Regions from separate parts of the Mus musculus genome. Here all the other regions are linked to region 3. A link is a contact called in public targeted proximity ligation data. All regions are on one chromosome and are shown on one strand. The core of a region is the stretch at or near the end of the contact, and the rest is flanking DNA. Distances in the headings are between cores, read along the strand shown. Region 1 holds the start of 1700122C19Rik (RIKEN cDNA 1700122C19 gene). Region 2 overlaps Kif11 (kinesin family member 11). Region 3 holds the start of Myof (myoferlin).

Evidence for each region.
Region 1: a contact with region 3 is called in a targeted proximity ligation map of pancreatic cancer cells. A contact is called at or near these places in 1 of 39 promoter capture datasets (pre-B cells) and 1 of 130 datasets of targeted methods (pancreatic cancer cells).
Region 2: a contact with region 3 is called in a targeted proximity ligation map of pancreatic cancer cells. A contact is called at or near these places in 5 of 39 promoter capture datasets (cranial neural crest, hippocampal neurons, liver and 1 more), 1 of 484 Hi-C or Micro-C datasets (reprogramming fibroblasts) and 1 of 130 datasets of targeted methods (pancreatic cancer cells).

Annotation. Positions count from the first base shown.
Region 1 is chr19:37,463,536-37,467,091 of GRCm38.p6, reverse strand. It overlaps 1700122C19Rik (RIKEN cDNA 1700122C19 gene), which reads right to left and starts at 1,838. Exons shown (of 2, transcript NR_131009.1): 1 at 1,769-1,838.
Region 2 is chr19:37,389,628-37,393,325 of GRCm38.p6, reverse strand. It overlaps Kif11 (kinesin family member 11), which reads right to left. Exons shown (of 22, transcript NM_010615.2): 7 at 2,924-3,014; 8 at 2,435-2,677. Among named protein-coding and RNA genes, the nearest start is that of Kif11, 15 kb to the right of the region's middle.
Region 3 is chr19:38,041,926-38,045,531 of GRCm38.p6, reverse strand. Myof (myoferlin) reads left to right here and starts at 1,955. Exons shown (of 54, transcript NM_001302140.1): 1 at 1,955-2,296. The coding sequence starts at 2,209.

The sequences.
Region 1 (3,556 bases), core at 589-3,088, 580 kb after region 3:
TGGTGGTGGGACTGTGGGTTATATTTTGGTTCTTCCCCATTTCTCTCTATTTCTGACACAGGCTTACTTTTGCACTGGTGAAGGATGCCATGGTCCTTTTCAAGTTTGTGTGGGTCTTTTGTTTTGTTTTGTTTTGTTTTGTTTTGTGGTGTGTGTGTGTGTGTGCCACCAAAAAATATCCTAGAAACTATGGTTTTCTGGTTTTTCTATTGAAAATACAAAATGAGCCTCAAAAAGAATTTAGAAAAGCTAAGGTGTAGGTGCTATTAAAGTTTTGGATTCTTCCCCCACACACGCACACACTTCCCCCCCCCACACACACACACCCCATGTTCCTAAATGATTCAAAAGTTCAACTTCCTCTCAATTCTGCGGCCCTCCATTCTCCACCCCCACCTTCTGCCCCCAACACCTGCTAGCTGGGTCACTCTCTTGAACCATATTCTTCACTTCAGCTGCCCTCAGTAGATTAACTTTCTAAACTGGAAAGCAATACTCCACCCCGCTAAGCAGAGGCAGTTTCACTAAGACAGATGGAAACAGAAATGGGACCACATTCACTTGGTTATTTGCATAGGGCCAGCCACTGCAAGCTGGAGCCTCAGGACTCAGCCAATGCCTTCTTAGAACTCCTGAAAAGCCACCCCTCCTCTTGTGCTCAGGTCTCATTTGGTGACCCTTTATCCCTTAAGGACTACATCTAAATGATGGGGGCAGGGAGGGAGGTGTCGAAGTACAGCCGAGAGTCATGCTGCCTTGGTTCAACTCTTCATGCTGCCCCTTCAGCTCTGGAGACTTGAATAAATCACTTCATTAAACCTCTGTGCCCTCAACTACAAAGCACTGACAGAGCAGTGACAGAGTGCACTGGATCGAATTGTGCCTGTGGCACCGATAGAGAGTGTACCATGCGCCCGAGCTGTTGTTAGCATTAGTGACTCTGCCATTCCTTCCGAAGGCCTCTCAGAACTCATAAGTTTCTCAAACTTAGATTTTTGTTTCAAATGAAAAAATACTTAATCTGTGGGTGTAATGGCATATGTTTTTAGTTCCAATACTCAGAAGTTTGAGTCATGAGCATAACTTGAGCCTGGGAGTTCAAGGCTACCCTAGGCAGAACAGTAAGACCCCAGATAAGAAATAAAGCATTCATGTTCTTTTGAAATGATTAGAAAAATTTTGTCTGGACTTCATTCAAGGTGTCACAGATGACATCAGGGAAAAAGAACTCTGAATTGATTGTTAAGCTATCCTTGAATGGTTGCTCAGAGCTGCATTCCGTGCATAGAATAAGAAAGAGGAGAAGGAAGAGAAAAAAGAGAAGCTAAGGATGGGACAGTGCAAACGAAAGATCTTACTGCAGAAGGTCAGATGGCAGAGCCATCCATGAGGAAGAGCCCCTGAAGGCGGTCAGAGTTCAGTCATCTTAAATGACACCATGGACAAAGCTGGAGAGAAAGCCACGCTTGAGATTCATAATTGTACATCTAGAAAACGGTTCTCAACTAGAGACTTTGTTCCCAGGGAATGTGTTACAGCGTGCAAAGATCTTTATCATGCTTGGAGGCGTGGAAAGGGAGCTTCTGGTATCACTAGGCAGAGACTCAACACCTTACCTGCACAGGACAGCCCCCTACAACAGAGCTGTCCAGTCCCAGATCTCACCGGGGTGGGAAGTCCCAAAATGGTGACTGTCCGCTGAAGGGCTTTTCAGTGTTTTTACATACTCTGTCCCTTACAATAACTAGTGTTCTCAGACTCCATTCACCTTGGCAATTCCTCTTCCTGCCATCGCCTTCAGGGCTCCTGCTCACTCGCCTAATGTCCTCATGTTTCTCAAAGGGGGGGAAGGAAGCAACCACCAAAGCTGGTCGTTGTGTGACGTCACAATAAAAATCCCAGAAGCCTCCTCATCAATGCCGCTTTAGATAAGTCAACACTTTCCACTCAAATGGGCAACCATCCGGGAAGATTCAATGAAAAGAGTTTCAGCAGCACCCCCCCCCCCAATACACACACGCACACGCGCACGCGCGCACACAGCAGCGGCAGCAACACTAAAACAACAACAAGATGTAGTTTATCAAGATATTAATCAGAAAGGGTTTTCTTGGCTCTTAGTGAGAGTAGCTCGCCAATCAAACAGCAGAGGACAGTGACTGCTGCCTGTTGACCCTGCTAACTCAGTACTATGCTGTGGTAAACTGATAAATTTGTTTAAAAGAGAGTATGCCTCCTTTTACTATATGACTCTCTTGGATGTCTTTTTCTAAGGGGAGGAGCCCAGCTTCCAAGAATCTTGAGTTCAAGCAAGGGAGGAACTGAATCTTCCATGTGAGCCCCGTATAGCCCCAGACGCGGGCCCTTGGGACGTAAAGCATATCCCTTCTTAGAAGCTGCCTCTCTGCTCACGTCAGATAGGAGAGGAAATGGAAAGGTCTTTCCATGAAGCCAAGAGCACAGGGGTGTGGGAGGGGAGTAGGCTGGTAGGAGTACTGGCATGTTTCTCCAAATACAGCCCCTCTCAGAACTACTTGACTTTGGTAGCTAATGCAGGGCTGAGATGACTCGAGCAAGCACCAATGACATTCCAGAAAATCAACCACCAAAATCAGGAGTTTCAGAAAAGCGATAGCTCGGCGGCATCTTTAAGAGTCATTGATGTGTAGCAAGGCTGAAAGGGGTGGATTAAGAACAGAACATACGCTGGGCAGAGTGGTGCAGGCCTTTAATCCCTGCAAGCAGACCTTTGCGTGTTTCAGGCCAGTCTGGTCCACATAATGAGTTCCAGGCCCCACCTCTTGGGCTCTGGTCCCCTTGTACTAAGTCAATGGAAAAATATCTAAGATTGGTGGGCATAAATTTTTACTTCAACTTTGAAATGTTGATATTAGCCAGGTGAGGTAGTAGTATACGCCTTTAATTTCCACACTCAGAGGCAAAGGCAGTCAGATCTCTGAGTTCAAGGCCAGCCTGGTCTACAGAACAAGTTCCAGGACAGCCATAACTGCACTTGTCTAAAAATAAAATAAAATAAAATAAAATAAAATAAAATAAAATAAAATAAAATAAAATGATAAAAAGGTTTATTTTACCTAGAGAAACCCTGTCTCAGAAAAAAAATAAAATAAAATGATGATATTGTGGTGGCTCACACCTGTAATTCCAGATTAAAAGCAGGAAAATCAAGAATCCTAGGTCCTCTCTAGCTACATATGGAGTTCAAGGTCTACCAACATTAGAGTAAGAGGACACTTTATGAAGTTGCATGCCCTCCTCCCACAGGGGCCTTGCTCATCCTCTCTGTTACTGCGTCTTTTTCCATATGTGCTGCTGAATCCAGCACTCTGTTACTTTATAACAAAGAGCAAACATTCTTCTCTCCCAGTGGTTCTCCCATGAGACCCACCCAGACTGATCTCAAACTCCTAGAAACAAAATAAGTGATTCTCCCACCTCCATCTCCCTAGCAGGACCCAGGCACGTGCTAAGGCTCCCAGAAGACATAGATTTCCCCCAGTGGATCCAGCTAGAGTGTAGGAATGCTGTTTTCATT
Region 2 (3,698 bases), core at 391-2,890, 650 kb after region 3:
GAATCTGAACTTGGAACTTGGGTCTCCTCATGACAAGCACTTTACCAACAGAGCCATCAGTTCAAGCCTCCTACACAGGTCTTAAACTCAATGAATTCCACCAACTGGTAAGTAAACAAAATGTCCTTTTATGTAACAATTTTCTCAAAGATAAAATCTTTCATCTTGGAAGGAAATTCATTAAGGATGATGTTCTAAGGGTAGTCTTACTACATTCCATATTGCAGGGCAGCTCAGAAATACAATGCAAGTTCCTGAAACAGATATACCAGGCTCCTCCCTCTCTAAGTACACTGTACGTAGTAAGGACTACTGAGAGATACCCTCAGACCAGAAAGTTCCTGAACTAGACACAGTGGGCCCCTCCCAGCGAGACACTCTCAGACCAGCAGAGCTACTACCAACAAACCGCGCTGCCTAGAAGAGGCAGACAGCAGGCCTCCCCCACCCCTTTGTCAGCCTGTTGAGCTGAAGGCAAGTTACACAGTCATGAGCAAATGCACACTGAGGATGGGGAGGCTCTGGTGATTCAGATGTCCTTGTACAAGTGATCTCTCACTCATATTACGGTAAGTAACCCCAATAAAACCCACTAGCTCACCGAGTTGAGCTCTGGTGATGTCTTTACTTTGGTCTGCATGTGTTCTCTGAGGTGAGTAGACATTTGTTCATGAGATCCCAGAAACCGTGTTACACAATACCTATATCCACATAATTAATTATGCACCCATTAAAAAAGAATTAAGAGGGGACTAAAGAGATGGCTCAGTGGCTAAGAGAACTGGTTACTCTTCCAGAGGTCCTGAGTTCAATTCCCAGACACCACATGGTGGCTCACAACCTGTAATGAGATCTGATGCTCTCTTCTGCTGTGTCTGAAGACATCGACAGTGTACTCATACATAAACTAAATAAATCTTTAAAAAAAAAAAGAAGTGTTGATATATAAAAAAATTTTAACATTGCATAGTGTAATGAAAATAACATGCCAAGTACTAGAATTCAGTGCCCCAAAAGGACTTAACTTGGTCTGAGTCCTTAATGAACCCTACATACTACCCATCACTACTGACATTCAGCAATATTTTTATTGACGTGCATGAGTATTTTGCCTGAGTGTAAGTCTGTGCACTGTGTGCAGGCCTAGTGCCTAAGGCAGTCAGAAAAGGGCAAGAGATCCCTAAGCATGGAGTTACAAACAGTTGTGAGTCATCATGTGGGTGCTGGAAATCAAACACTGGTCATGTGGTAAAACAGTCAAATCTCTTAACCACTGAGTCATTCCTTCAGGCCCAGCGATCTTGGTTCGATTGTTTAAATAATGTATGAAGGGCTAGCAAGATGACTCACTGAGCAAAGACACTTGCCACCAAGCCAAATGACCTGAGCTTGATTCCTGCTGGAGTCCACAAGGGGAGAATTGACAGTCACAAGTTATTTTCTGACTCCTATTTGTAGACCCCCTACCCCCAAAACATACATACATACATACATACATACATACATACATACATACATACAAAATAAGTAAACAAATGAGTGTATGTATGTATGTGTGTGTATATATACATATATGTACTAACTAGTTTTGTGTCAACTTGACACAGTTATCACAGTTGAGTTGAGAAAATGCCTCCATGAGATCCAGCTGTAAGGCATTTTCTCAATTAGTGATGGGGGGTTGGGGGGTCCATCTTGTGGGTGGGGCCATCTCTGGGCTGGTAGTCTTGGTTCTATAAAAGAGCAGGCTGAGCAAGCCAGAGGAAGCAAGCCAGCAAAGAAAAACCCTTCCGTGGCCTCTGTATCAGCTCCTGCTTTTTGACTTGCTTGAGTTCCAGTCCTGACTTCCTTTAGTGATCAACAGCAATGTGGAAATGTAAGCTGAATAAATCCTTTCCTCCCCAACTTGCTTCTTGGTCATGATGTTTGTGCAGGAATAGAAACCCTGACTAAGACAATATCTCTCTCTTTTTTTTTTAAATTGTGAAACCAGGGCTGATAAGATGGCTCACTTGTTAAGAACACTGGCAGTGCTGGGCGGTGGTGGCGCATGCCTTTAATCCCAGCACTTGGAAGGCAGAGACAGGCGAATTTCTGTGTTCGAAGCCAGCCTGGTCTACAGAGTGAGTTCCAGGACAGCCAGAGGAACACAGAGAAACCCTGTCTCGAAAAATTTAAAAAAGAAAGAGGAGGAAGAAGAGGAGGAGGAGAAGGAGGAGAAGGAGAAAGAAAAAATTAGGAAGAAGAAAGAAGAAGCAAAAGAAAAAAAGAAAAGAAAGAAAAAACTACTTTGGAAGTCATAACTGGCTTTTTATTGTACCAGATTGTTCAATTTTTATAGTAGAGAAGGAAGCCAGTAAATGAACTTTAAAAATATGACAGCTAAGAAAGGCTTATAGTTCCCACGGTTGCTGCATTTTCTCAAAGGGCTTACCTCAAGATTGAAAGATGCAGGGGAAATGGTTGCAATTATAGATGTTCTTGTACGTCCCCCAAGAGAATCTTGCAGGATTCTAGTTAGTTTAGATTCTCGATAAGGAATATGAGGTGTTCTTTCCACAAGAGCAGTAATAACTCTTCCCAGAGTCAAGAGGGATTGGTTGATATTTCCAGCTTCCCGGGCCCTCTTGTCAACAGCTCCAGAACGCCCAATATTTTCACTTCCTGCAAGATCAACCTTTAATTTAAAAAAAGAAAAAGGTCAATCTATTGTATTTAGATTCAAAGATTTGTATTCTTTTATATATTTTACTCTATACCATGTTCTAAATCATAGTAAAATAAATTTTCACAACAAATTCCTTCTCCCACTTCAAAGCTAGTTGATGAAGTTAACTATGAAAATACTGTACATAAGTGAGAATTTCAGCTTTTCCAGGAAGAAATCAAGACTAGCACAGTGGCATCAAGGCAGGATACTTACCAAATTCAACTTTCCAATTTTAACAAGCTCTTCTCCATCAATTGTTGTTTCTTTCATGTGTATCGTAACAGAAAAAACTGAGTGTGAACGACTAGAAAAAAAGATCAAGTTGTCGACTCATTACAATGAAAATGTTATCTGTTCCCTATCAAATACTAAAAGCAGGAAAGGAAGCTCTGAATGTACCAGGGAGGACCAAGACATCATTAATCAGAAAATTGAACTTGGAAAGACAAAATTCTACCTGCTACCTACAATACTGACCCTATCAAAGAAGCTATCAAAACTACCCTAGAACTTTTGCAATTCCTGGGTTCCATACCCAGCAACACATACACACATTCAAAGAATTTGGGGGAAAATCTGAAATAAAAAAAAAAAGAGCGTTTCAGAGCAGATGGCTGCCAACCAGAACATCAGTGTGTTTATTAATATCATTAGGATTGGCGACTATGGTCATTTTGTATTGTCTCCTTTGTACTTTTAAAAATTCTTATTTTATAAGTTATTTAAATTACAGAAAGGGGACGGGTGCGAGGAAAACAAACTATACCCCTGAGTTCTATTTAGCCAATGTTTTTCTATTATTATCCACTGATTATATTATATTATATTATTAATGTTATAAAAAGCATGATGTGTGGATTGAGCATGTATACAGTAAGGGGTAGAGCACATTCCATGTGGAGTTGGCTCTTTCCTTCTACCTTTAGATGGGTGGGTTTTAGGGCTAAATTAGCAGGACAAGTCCCTTAAGAGGCCATATCAACAGCTA
Region 3 (3,606 bases), core at 706-3,205:
ATATCCAGGTGTGTGTTCTGGAGTATTCCTTGAAGCAACATCTTGAAATTCAGTCCCTTGTGCATGACACAGCCATTCTACTCAGGAACTCTCAGTAAGTGCAGGTGAATGTACCGGGTCTGCATAAGAACAAAACTTTATCAGCCAGCCAGGATGGAGAATGACTCAGGAAGCCCTACTTGTCCTTGATCGACCTGTTGCTACTGATAGATTCAAGGAGAGGAGGAGTCATTGTCTTTAGTTGTGTACTTGCTGGGGACTGTACCAGGCTTTAGTGGGTAGTCCTAATTCTGTGGTTCCACACGGGGCTCTGGGTAAGCTAGATAAGTCATGTCTTAGTTAGGGTTTCACTGCTATGAACAGACACCGTGACCAATGCATGTCTTATAAAGGACAACATTCAATTGGGGCTGGTTTACATGTTCGGAGGTTCAGTCCGTTATCATCAAGGAGGGAGCATGGCAGCATCCAGACAGGCATGGTGCAGGCAGAGCTAAGAGTTCTATATCTTCATCTGAAGGCTGCTAGCAGAATACTGACTTCCAGGCAGTTAGGACAAGGGTCTAATAGCCCACACCCACAGTGACACACCTACTCCAACAGGGCCACACCTCCTAATAGTGCCACTCCCTGGGCTGAGCATATACAAACCATCACAGGTCACAAACTAAAATGTAGGGAAGGAGGAGAGGAAGAACGGATCAGGGTTTGAAAAGGGGGATAAGAACGGCAAGGGAGAGGGGAATCCAGATGCATTGTTTACATGTATGGACTTGTCAAAGAACTGACTTAGTAAAGGAAAATCAGGGCAATTTTCATGATGGACAAAAATGTCTGTCACAAGTGTAGTATACCCTGGGGCTTGTAAAGTGTGACATTCTCTATCTTGATGTGGAGGGCTGTCAAGTGGTCACATTTATGATCTATCAATTTTTTTTTAGAGAAACAATGTGTTTCACAGTAAAAGGAGGAAAACCAGTCAAATTTACCAAAAACAATGCTTTTTGAATTCCACCTTGACTCTCTGTGCACACTAAACACAATTCTGTATATAACTCCTTACTTTGTATAAGGATTTGAGAAACTCACTGAGATTGAGTTTAGTCTGACTTTCCTGAGACATTTGAACTCTGCTTCCAGTTGGTTGTATGTCAGAAGCAAAAAAGAGATTCTATGTTTCTGTAGCCAGATTTGACCATTATGAAACGCAATAATCTGAATTACTGACTTGCATTAACAGACTATAAAAATCACAAAATTATAGCAGATGTGTGTGATTTTCTTCATGCTACCTGTCAGGCTCCATAGGACTTGCATCTTACAACACATTTTATAGATATTTTTACAAATAAAGACATGGAAGGAGAGGGTGGCTAAGAAATTTGCTCAGGTGATGTATGTAGTTCAAAGTGGTAAAGGACTTCTCATGTGCTCTAACCATCAGGCTGCATGGCCTTACTTCATTCTCTTTAAGCGGACAATGCATATTCGAGAATAGTGGACAGCCCCTATCCGTGGCCCAGGATCCTTCTTCCGAAGGATTCCTATGGCAAATCCATTGGGAAAGCAAAGAACCAAGGCTAGTGACTCTAACCAGTACCTGGACGTTAACTATTCCTGTAATATACAGTAGGGGACGCCTCTTGGCAGCTTTTTAAAAAGTCTTTGGTGTTGCTGAGGGGGCGTGTCCAACAGCAGGAGAAGAAAAGGCAAAAGTAAAATTAAAAACCCGACTAAATAGTTTAAAAACTCCTCGAGACTCGGTAAAACAGTGCAAGAGGTGGTAGAAAACCAACAGAGTTCGGTTTCACGAGTTACTGCTAAAAGGCAACAACATCTCTGTGGTTTTCCTGAACTGCCTGCAGTTCGTCCCAAATCCACCGCCGTTTCATTGGCTGCGCAAAACTTCTTTTCGTCGAGGTGTCCTTTTTCAGGTCCACACTTTTCTGAATTCATAAGCCGCGCCTGTGGGCCTGCGTGGACTCCGGGAGGGAGTGTGGATATCAGTTTACACTTGGCTTTCAGTAAATAATCCTCCAGAGGCCCACCCCCCTGCCCTGCACCACCCCCCCACCGCGGTGGGAGAAGCCCTCCCCCTGCCCGAGGAAGCCCTCCCCCAGCTGGGAGACATCCTCCTCCCAGGGCGGAGGGCCCAGCGCCAGCACCGCGTCTTCTCTGCTTGGCTGCGACTTGCTTTCTCCACGAGCCATGCTTCGAGTGATTGTGGAATCTGCCACTAACATCCCTAAAACAAAATTTGGGAAGCCGGATCCTATCGTTTCTGTCATTTTTAAGGGTAAGACGACGACGTTTTCTTCTCTTTCTGAAACCCTTTAATGGAAGGCTAGACTTTTGAATCTCCTTCAAGTCAGCTCTTGGCATCTGGTGAAGCCAAGCCAACTCTGTTCCTCTGGCGGTCCCAGGTTTACCTGGGCAGGTCACTGTCGTTCACTACTGAGGGAATCTAACTTTTCCTAGGGCTTGGAGAATCACCGAATGGCCTGACATTTCTGTAAACTCTCGGGAACCTCTATTTGCTACTCTTCTGGATTTCAAGTATGAAGGTCTTTGTCGGTTCAAAGTTAGTGCGCATAGATGTGGGTGCGTTTTGAAACTTTCTCTCCCTGTGAGAAATGAGTAGCGGAGGGAACAATTCATTAATTGCTGGAGGCACCATTACACTATTAACCAGTTCCATACTGCTTTTACCATCATTTGGGCTTTGCGTAGGGCATGAAGGAACTCTCTCTAGTGTTCTGAATCTCCAGGAGTTGGGCTGTTTGGATATGTTCGGTAACTTTGGGATTGCCCACCCTAAAGGAGCTCTGAAGCACATCTGCAGCTTGGGAGTCTGGCTCTACAGCACTGGATAACCTTGGGCAAATGACATCATCATTCCTCTGTGTCTCAGCGTTCCTCTGCAAAACAAGGGGGAAGGTTTAGACTGGCTGGACTTTAATAGACCCCTTGGAATTCCAAACAGATATCTGTGACACTAGCTGTGATTGCGGTGGAAGGGAGCCGGGGAGGGGAACGGGCAGCTGTTATCATAGGATGCCCCCCTCCACCCTAGTGGGGCAGGTGGCCATGGCTTGGGTTTGGCTGCGGTCTTGGCAAGTTGCAGGCTCCCTTGGTGGGGGCACCCTGCTGAACTGGAACTTTTGACAGGCAGGCATTTCCTTACTACAGCTTGGCACATTTCCTGCCAACCCCAGGAATCTGACTCCTCCTCCCTTGCAAATACTGTGTAATTCACCCCTTTCTCCACTCTCCTGTCCATTTCTGAAAATCTTTATTTCTGTTCTCAAATCTTTTCTTCCAAGGGTGAGCAAGAAAAGGAAAAATGGGAAACGCAAAGCTGCTAAAGGGCTGTTCAGTTAGAAAGAGAAAAAGGGAGGAGAGAAGGGAGGGAGGGAGGGAGGAGTCGGGAGAGGGAAGATGAAAAGAAGAGACCTAGAAAACAAAATTCAAATTCTTACTGGACAGTGTGGTTTATAGTTCTGACTCTAGATTATGGAGACACATATTAGATTTATTTGCATGTGGTAATTTTAAAAATCTAACTTAAAGCAGTCTTACAATACTGACACAACATGAAGAATTTGC